Regions from separate parts of the Mus musculus genome. Here region 2 is linked to region 1. A link is a contact called in public Micro-C data. All regions are on one chromosome and are shown on one strand. The core of a region is the stretch at or near the end of the contact, and the rest is flanking DNA. Distances in the headings are between cores, read along the strand shown.

What was found. A called contact is a pair of places that touch in the nucleus more often than the background predicts.
Region 2: a Micro-C map of embryonic stem cells shows a contact between it and region 1, with 2.7 times the contacts expected there. The contact joins the enhancer-like site here to the promoter of Coq10b in region 1. A contact is called at or near these places in 1 of 39 promoter capture datasets (pre-B cells), 2 of 484 Hi-C or Micro-C datasets (embryonic stem cells and pre-B cells), 1 of 115 datasets of contacts at active chromatin or transcription factors (memory CD8 T cells) and 1 of 9 other capture datasets (liver).

The regions. Positions count from the first base shown.
Region 1 is chr1:55,050,852-55,055,672 of GRCm38.p6, reverse strand. It overlaps Coq10b (coenzyme Q10B), which reads right to left and starts at 2,903. Exons shown (of 5, transcript NM_001039710.1): 1 at 2,683-2,903. The coding sequence starts at 2,798.
Region 2 is chr1:54,583,235-54,588,055 of GRCm38.p6, reverse strand. No RefSeq gene overlaps it. Among named protein-coding and RNA genes, the nearest start is that of Pgap1, 28 kb to the right of the region's middle. Within about 2 kb of position 2,820, at least 146 of the 459 cell types and tissues checked have an H3K27ac peak or open chromatin away from gene starts, as enhancers often do. A contact at or near this core is called in embryonic stem cells and memory CD8 T cells, where this site is marked.

The DNA.
Region 1 (4,821 bases), core at 1,654-4,153:
TCCATCCCTCGAGGGACTACTGGCAGTTGTTTGCTGGGGTGGTATAACCCCTGGTAAGTTGCCTATGCTCGCTACAAACAGCTTCCCACCCAAGCTCAAGCAGAAAAAGGAAGTGGGTAGGGAGGAGATGGCTCAGTTAAAGAACTTAATAGTTCAGATCCCCTAAGACTAGGGCCCACCTAATGCTCAGAAGGAGAAGTTGGGCTTCCACACTAGACCTATGAGTAAGCTCTGTGTTCTACTGAAAGACTGGAGGCAGAGGTAGGTTGATCTTTGTGAGTTCAAGACCAGCCTATTCTACAGAGAGAATTCCAGGACAGCCAGAGATATATAGTGAGATCCTGTTTCCAAGGGGGAAAAACAAACAAACATAAATATGATGACAATGAGCATTTATGAAAATAACATAAAATCTGTACCAAATTAATTTACAGCAAACACACACACACAAAATGAAAACCTAGTATGCAAAATGCCTAGCTGTTCATTTTCTAGGTTCAGTCCTAGCTAGCCTGAAACTTGCTAGGTAGACTAGGCTGGCCTTGAACTAGCAAAACTCCACCTGCCTCTACCTCCTTTCTCTTTTGCTTCTGTTTTTGAGACAGAATCTCATTCTGTGTAGACCTGGAAAGGCTTGACCTTGAAATCCTGTGTGTCAGTCTCCTCCAGTGCTAGGATTACAGGCATGCATAACCAACCTAGATAATAAGCCTTTTTAAAATGTTATTTGTAATTATGAGCATGTGTCTGTGTATGGGTATGTGCTTGTGAGTAATGGCGACTGAGAAGGCCAGAGGCCTTGGCTCTCCTGGAGCTGGAGTTGAAGGTATATATGAGACTTGTTCTTAGATAATAGAGGGTCCAGGTATGATGGCATACTTGTCTTCAATCCCAATACTCAAGAGGCAGGTGGATCTCTGCCTGTTCCAGGCCAGTCAGGGCTACACCATGGGACTCTTGTCTCTTAAAAAAAAAAAAAAAATGTTGCTCACAGGCAGAACATTTGCCTACCATGCATAAGGCCCTGAATTCCTGCCAGAAGAAAGACACACAAAAATTACTAAGATGCCTGTTCCTAAAGAGAAGAACTTAGAGTCAAGTTGAGTGGGAAATTTATATACAATACCAGGTTTTGTAACAAATTCATACATTGGTTTCTTAAGCCCCACAAGATACCCTTACCTAATCCTGATCATACTCCTAAGAAAACCACATATGCTTAAAACAAATTAACAGGTTTCCTGATCAGTATGCCTATTTGGTTATACTGCTCTGGGCAATACATCTATTTCACACACTATTAAGCGTTAGGGGTTGAGAGCTCAATGATAGAGCTGGTTGACATGTTCATGGCCCTGGGTTAGATCCAGCACCTCTCCCTTCAACTGCCCCATACAACTAGCTACATACACAGTCAAGCTAACAAGTGAGTACTGTAACATATTGAAAACAGACTTTGTAATCACTAATATTCCAAAACTACTCTCTCAAATAACATATTACATTAAAGGCCAGAACACAAGATAATGTAATACTTTTATGCATTTATATACCATTTTTGTTGCCTTTTTTTTTTTTAGATCCAGTCACTTGGTATTTCCCAGGCTGAGGCTGGTATGGACTTTCTGAGCATGAGCCTCGGACCATAAGCAGCAAAGCAACATTTAATCAGTAATATAAGCAGTATGTCCTGCTTGAAAAGCTATCTTTTGAGGATAAACTACCCGATTTCACAGTTTCAACATGTTTGTGTAAGATTTGGAGATGAAGCATGGCTGCTAGTTTCTGTTTGTTTTTGAGACAAATCTTACCTTGTAGCTCTGGCTGATATGCAACTAGCTACACAGACCAGGCTGGCCTCCAAAGCACCAGACCTGGCCTCTTGGCTGACATTTTAAAGTCTTCATTCAACCAAAATGTTCTGAAACCCAGGCAAGAGTTGGACTTTCTCCTCTGTAATGTATACATATTGATTCATCTCAAATACCAATTTTCTTTTCTTTTGGTCCTGAGACAGGGGCTCACTTTGTAGTTCGGGTTGGCCTTGAACCCACCGCGATACTTACTTGACTTTATTGCTAAAATTACAGGTGTGAGCCGCCACTCTGAGTTAATTTTAATTTTTGAGAATACTTTATTACAGTCTTATTTGTAATAGAAAACTGCATTGTAGACTTATAGTGTCCTTCAGGTCTCTAGGTTCATCTCCACCTAAAGGACCAAGCAGGAAAACCGAGGACAGAGCCATCTTCAAGGTTACAGGACCTCAAAGTTACAGTGTAGTGAAAAAAACAACAGGTCCTCTTTGTTGGCTGTGTTTCATTTTGCAAGCGCTGAGTGGCCGGGGTCAAAGAACTCCACAGCAAGTGAGAGAGCGTCTGACAAGCGGTTCACCGCCAGGACACGCACTCCCACGGCCCGGGAGCCGGCGCTCTCGGGCGCAGTTAAACTTTCCCGACGGCCGCCGCCCACCTCTTGGAGACCGGAAGGGCGGGAGCCGGAGACCCGGCTGCTTGTCCGTCCTCCCACGGCCGTCTCGTCGCTGACTCACCCCGATAATATGAGGTGCACGCAGACCAGCCGGCCGAGCGCCGCGCCCCGGGTCTCCGGAGCCGACTAGGGTCAGCGCCCCGGCCACAGGCCCGTCCCGAACCCGCCGCCCGGAAAACCTCCGCTCGCTACCTGACGTCGCGCGCAGACCCCCGCGCCGGGGCTTCCGTCACGGTGGTCGACTTCGGATGGCACCCCGATGCCACCCTCGCCAGGGCCCTCTGACTGGTCCGAGCTGCCATGATCATCTTTGTGAAGCCGGTAGCCAACGCGGGCACCCGGAACGAGGCGCCGCCCTCAGGCCGGCCTGGAGGGACGGCTCCTGCGCCTCTCAGCCAATCCGGGAGCCCTCTGAGCAGCTGGACACGCCTCTTCCCACTAAGTCCCTCCCAACCCCATGACGCCACGCTGACGCTAGGCTGACGCACGTGTCCAGTGCCGCCTCGGGACAGCCAATCGGGGCGCGGATCTCCGGGACACGCTCTGCTCCTGCCAGGAGTCTGCCACTTATGTAATCTTCGTGACGAACTCCTGGGTTCACCTACGGTCCGGGTTTTTTCCTGGAGCTATTTGGGGTCGAGTCTCGAGGCTCGGCTCGTGAGGGCCGCCCTGCCGGGGGAGGAAAGCCCAGGAGCTGGCTAATTATGTAACTGCCTCCCACACCCACCCCACCCAGCGCTGGCCCAGCGTGTTTTCGCTCCTGCTGCCGAGCCTGGCAGATTTTACTGTGTATTGACGATCTCAAACGGTACCTGCTGTGCTGACCCTGAGGTGTTGTTCAGAGAGCAACTTCGGGTCATACCGCCCCGAACAGGCCCAGTGACCTGTCAGTTCTAGCTGCCTTCTTCATACGTGGCCAAGATATGGTGTAGTGTTGCCTTTATGATCCAGGTTTTTCTCATTCTATACAAAGCAACAATTTTGCTTGCCACATTCAGGGATTGGATGAGGTCCTGACTTACATATAAGGGAGGGGCACACGTAACAAACGCATATGTGAAGGTCAGAGTCTTCCCATGTGGGTCTAAGGAATAAGAACTCACTTAACAGGCTTGCATAGCGATTGTTTTTTTTTAAATGATTAGCCATCTCACTGACTCTAATACAGTTTTTTAAAAAATAGAATTATATTTTATTACTATATGAATGTACGTGTGTGATGTGTGTTTGGCTTATGAAAGTCAGACGGCACATTTGTGAAGTCACCTCTTCACCTTCCATCTTTATGTGGGTTCCTGGAGATTCAATTTGAGTCATCAGACTTGCACAGCAAGTTCTACCCAGTAGGCCATCCTGCCTGCTGCATTTGGTTAGCAGAGCTTGAGGAATAAATGAGATTGTTGGTTAAACATAGGCAATAATATATTTTGAAAGACTTACTAGATGTTGGAGGTGTGAATGAGTCTGTCTCCTCACATAGCTCATATTCCAAAAGGGAAGATAGAACTAATGTGTACTGCATTATCGGGTAATTATGTGACTTGTATGTGGTGGTTTGAATATGCTTAGCCCATGGGAAGTGGTACTATTAGGAAGTGTAGCATTGTTGGAGTAGGTTTGGGCTTGTTGGAGGAGGTGAGTCACTGTAGGAGTGAGCTTTGAGGTCCAAAGCTTAAGCTTTGGCCAGAGCAGAAGAGACCCTCCTCCTGGCTGCCTGGAAAAGGGCATCTCTTCCCACCTGCTTCTGAGTCAAGATGTAGAACTCTTGGCTTCTCCAGGACATGTTTGACTGTACACTGTCATGCTTCGTGCCGTGATAATGGACAGAACCTCTGAAATCAGCCTCAATTAAATGTTGTCCTTTATAAAAAGTTGCTTTGGTCATGGTGTCTCTTCATACCAATAGAAACCCTAAGATGTGGAGAAAAAAAAAAAAAGAGTAGAGCACAGTGTGCTGTGCCTGTAATCCTGGCACTAGAGATACTGAAAGAAAAACTACCCAGGCTAGATTGAACTGCACAGGGAGATGCTTAAAAACATTGAAAATGAAATGATGATGTAGCTGGAGAGATAGTTCAACAACTAAGAGCTGCTATTGCAGGGGAGACCAGTTCCATTGCCAGAATTGATGTTAGGCAGCTCACAACATCAGTAACAGTTCGAGGATATCTGTTAACCTCTCCTGTTCTCTGCAGGCACTGACACACACACACACACACACACACACACACACTAAGGGTAAGGACTAGGGAGGTCTCTCAAGATAAAGGTGCTTTTGGCTAAGCCTGACAACACATGCTATAAATTCTTAAAAGCTTTACAAATAAAAAT
Region 2 (4,821 bases), core at 1,571-4,070, 470 kb after region 1:
TTCTTGTGTTGTTTGAAGTTTATCATAAATATAAAGGCTGTGTGTGTCTTTCATCTGGGAATTTAAATGGTCTAAAGAAGTGTAGAAACATCAGGTTGGGATTTAAATAGTTACTACAACATACCTCAGTTTCACAGATAAAGAAAACAGAGTCTAGAAACGTTAAGTAACTTGGCCAGAAGAACTCAATATTATTAGAAAGTGATGTTGCCAGATTTGGTCTGAAGCTTCACCACTACCTTAAGGCAAGTATAATAGATATAATATCTACCTGAATTTAAGTAATTTTTCAAGTCTCTTCAATAGTTCTTGACTTGGACCTTCATTTTTACATACTTGAAAAGAATGAAAGATACAGAACCAATCATTAATATCATACCCTCCTTAATGCTAGAGCCATGGCTCTCATAGTGTTATCTTCAAATCAGAACCTCTTCAAATGGCCTCAGTATCTCTGTCACAAAGCTTTTCAAGTGGTTCTGTTAATAGTATACTCTAGCAGGCATGCTTAACCGCCTTGACCTTGTCACAGAACATTGTCATCTACAAAGTTCATGCTGGAGAACTGTACCATCAAGTTACACATACACAAAACCCCACCCCAAACTCTCATGATGTTTTAGGTAAGTTTATAATTTTGTGTTGGGCCACACTTGGCCACATGCAGCCCGTGGGCCAGGGATCACATATAAGAGAGCATCTGGCCGTAGTGCAGCTCTCCTCCAGCTATCGCACCCCCAGGTCAGGGATGGCCGTGGCCTACACCCAGTCTCCCAGGTCAGGGTTGGTCGTGGCCTATGCCCAGTCCCCTCTTAGCCTTGCTCTGCTTCTCTTGAGCTCATCTGTTGGCAGATGACTGTTGAGTTTGGAGTCCTTGCTGCTGAAGACTCAAGAATTTCTGCAGCAGACAGTTATTGTAACCAGTTTTTTATGCCTCCAGTTTTACACAACTTCTGTTTTTGTCCCTTGTCCTTCCCCCCCCCCCCCCGAGCATACTGTGCTCTGCATGACACATTGTCCCAATGTCTTTTCTTTCCTGCTCATTCTCATAGTGGGATTAATTACTTCTCAGGAAAATGTCATTTTTGTTTAAAAAAAAAAAGATTAACTTCTTGGCAGCATGAAAAGGAAGATACTGCCATTAAAAGCAATTCCTAAAAATTAAAACATACCTTCTTAATATACTTTTCTTTCCTACAATCAAGAATCATTGGATTTCTCAGTGAAAGTGCCTAGAGGGATCACATATAATGCATGTGTGTGTAGCCAGTATAAGAAATTATCTTCCCGCTGGGCGTGGTGGCGCACGCCTTTAATCCCAGCACTTGGGAGTCAGAGGCAGGCGGATTTCTGAGTTCGAGGTCAGCCTGGTCTACAGAGTGAGTTCCAGGGCAGCCAGGGCTATACAGAGAAACCCTGTCTCGAAAAACAAAAAACAAACAAACAAACAAAAAAAGAAATGATCTTCCCAAGGCCGTCACTCATGCTTAAAATCTTGTGGTAAAATATTTATACCAAAAATTCCATCACTTTTATCATGTTTTTAGTGTACAGGTCAGTGATATTTAATATATACCCAGTTGTGCAACGGTCCCAGCCTTCCATCTGTATATCTCTCCTCACTAGAACTGAAACTAGAACTGAAACTCTGAACCCGTTAAGCAATAACTCTTTTCCCTCCCCCCCAGTGCCCCCCAGAATCACAATCTACTGCTATAGAAATGCAGCTGAGTCCCCTGCTGACGTTTTAAAGGTTGAAAGGAATGTTTTTTTATATAACGTTTATTAAGGAAAACAGAAATAGGAATGGTTTATAGAGAAAGACTCTCTAGAATGGGAGAGGGTAGTGAGGTGGAAGAAAGGCATCCACACAGGAGGCTCAGGAAGCTTTATAGTAGCCACCTCTCCTAGGTCTGTGTCTCACTGGGATTTTTCTACTGCTTGTTCTGCTTCTTTCTGCAAGAAGCCCAGCGACTCACTGCAATGAACATTTGCCAGTAAAGATGTGATACACTACAGCTTCCATGATTCATTCTCTCTCTCTCTCTCTCTCTCTCTCTCTCTCTCTCTCTCTCTCTCTCTCTCTCTCTCTCTCTCTCTCTCCCCTGCTTATTGATTGGTGGGGTGAGGTTGCAAGAGTGGAGGGCAGATACAAAGGGATAAGGAAATGAATGGGATTAGAGTACAAGATGTGTGGGTTCCCAGGGAATCAATAAAAAGGAAGAGAAAAGAAAAAAAAGGAGGATGAGGAGAACAACAACAACAACATGCAGCAGCAGCAGCGCCCAGGTGGGGAAGGGCCTCCAGTCTTTCTTAGCAACTGGCTTCTTTCATATGTTAATTTTACAGCTCTTCGTTGCTTGGACACAATGCTTTTTTGTCTCATAAATACAACCACCCTGTGTACCTCAACAGGAAGTGTTTGTCCTTTCTGGGTTTTTTCCACTTTGCATCTCATTAGGGATCAAGCATGTAGAACGGGTCAGAATTTCCTTCCTGTGTGTGCGTGCGTCGATGTGAACGTTCAGGTGCCTGCCTCTCCTGGGCGTTCACCCCACTCAGAATAAATTCACGTGGAAAAACACAGCCTGCTCACTTGGGCCACTTCTTCCTTCTGTCCTTGGGCTGTTGTAATGTAAAATACTTTTGTAATACTTTTAGACCTCCCAACTGTGGTCAACTTGGGGAACTTAGATTAGAAAAGGAGATATTGGTGAGGAAGAGTAACAGGCTGGTGCAGGGAGCCTTTGAGGTGTGTCTAGCCCACTTCCCTATCAGCACTAGGCCAGCCCCCCAGGTCCTGTGGCTCTGCACTTATTTTTGCTTTGTTCTTTAGGCTTAACTTCTTTCTTTTCTTCCTTTCAGACACGGTGTCTCTAACTGTTGAGGTCTGCTCCTCTTAGCTTTTCTTTCCTCAGCTGAGACAACTTGTTACCTCTTCAGGATACAACACCTGCTGTTCTCTTCACTGTTTAAAGGGATTCATCTCAGCACTGATTTTGTGAACAAGAAAGGAGGGAGGGATCCACCCCTGTTCTTCTAGCTAGTCATCAGAATAAGCACAGCTGTTGGAACTCCTGGAACAGAGCTAGCAGATACGGCCACCTACCTGTACATACCTGCTTGCCTAAAGTCTCTATCATGTGATCCACCCACAAGATGCAGAAAAAGAAATAACAGATTGAAAAATCAGGCTAGCTCCTCTCCTCTAGGGACAAATGGTTATTAGTCATACAGAGCCTCCAGAAGGGAGCTGTTGGAGCTTGTTGTGTGTGTGTGTGTGTGTGTGTGTGTGTGTGTGTGTGTGTGACTCATTGAATTCAGGATCTTAAGAGCAGAGCCAGTGACCTGGGTGCACACCTTCTTTAAGTGTTGCCTTTTGCAATGTGCCACAATATGAATCTCTAAGAATTTTACTTCTAGGAGGCTTTCAAACAGAACTTTGGCAGCAGGCAGGGATTGAGCCACGAAGCTTTCAGATGCACAATGGCAGCTCTAAGTTCTGAAGCAGGCCTTTCAGTAGCAGAAAGAAAAACCAGTCACACAGCTAGCTGTACAAACAGCCACCAAACTGAAATGCTCAAGACAGCTGCTTTGGGCCTTTGGTGTGTTGAGTTCAAAATTGTTGTGATTATAAAAGAAAGAAAGAAAGAAAGAAAGAAAGAAAGAAAGAAAGAAAGAAAGAAAGAAAGAAAGAAAGGAAGGAAGGAAGGAAGGAAGGAAGAAAGAAAGAAAGAAAGAGAGAGAAAGAAAGAAAGAGATATAAGGATATGTTCTAGCTAGGTGTGGTGAGGTGTGGGGAAAGGGGATGTCTCAGTGGGCCCATGCTGAGGCATTCCTTACCCCTGAGGGACCAGCCACATGATGGTATAGTATAGAATAGAGTTTATTAAGGGCATGGGGAGGGAAGTTAAGAGGATAGTAGAGGCAGAAAAAGGGAGAGAGAGAGGGGGGGGGGAAGAGAAGAGAAGAGAAGAGAAGAGAAGAGAAGAAGAGAAGAGAAGAGAAGAGAAGAGAAGAGAAGAGAAGAGAAGAGAAGAGAAGAGAAGAGAAGAGAAGAGAGGTAGAGGCCAGCCATGACCACATGGAGGGGAGAAGAGAAGGGGGAGAGAGGGAGAGAGGGAGAGAGGGAGAGCAAGAGGACAAGAGGCCAGAGAGAGAGGCAAGAGTAAGAGTAAGAGAGAGAAGAGGGGGCAAGCAGGCCCTTTTATAGTGGGCCAGGCCATTGGGGGAGGAGCATACCTGGCTGTTGCCAGGTAACTGTGGGGGTGAAAGAAAATGAGATTTTGTATCTTGTGATTCATGTAAAAGAGTTGTCTATGAGCCCCCGACCTGGGGCCAAGAACAAAGCAGAACAGACAGGGCTGTTGTCAAGACATTCCTAAGAACAGCTTGATTGTACAAACAGGGCTATCTTGTCTGGGTCAACACCACCTGGCCGGAACCTCCCCTCTGTCTACTGCCCCTTGACCTGGGTAAAGTCATACATCAACTGGTTGCTATGTGAACAAAGATAAGCCCCCAGCCCACAGGAACAAAGTCCTGATGCCCTGTAATCTTTCTGTTAATGTTTGAATAAGCCAATAGTGTGTTGCTATGCTGAATTCCACACCCCTAAGCCCCTTACCCTATAAAAACCCCTAGCTTTTGAGCCTCGTGGTCGACATCCGTTATCTCCTGTGTGGGATGCATGTTGGTCTGGAGCTCCGTCATTAAACGTTCTCATGTAATTACATCAAGAGATGGTCCTTCATGATTTTTTGGGTGCACGCTGAAGTGGGAATTGGGTGGGGGTTTCCCCACTAGGTCTAAGAGGGGTTG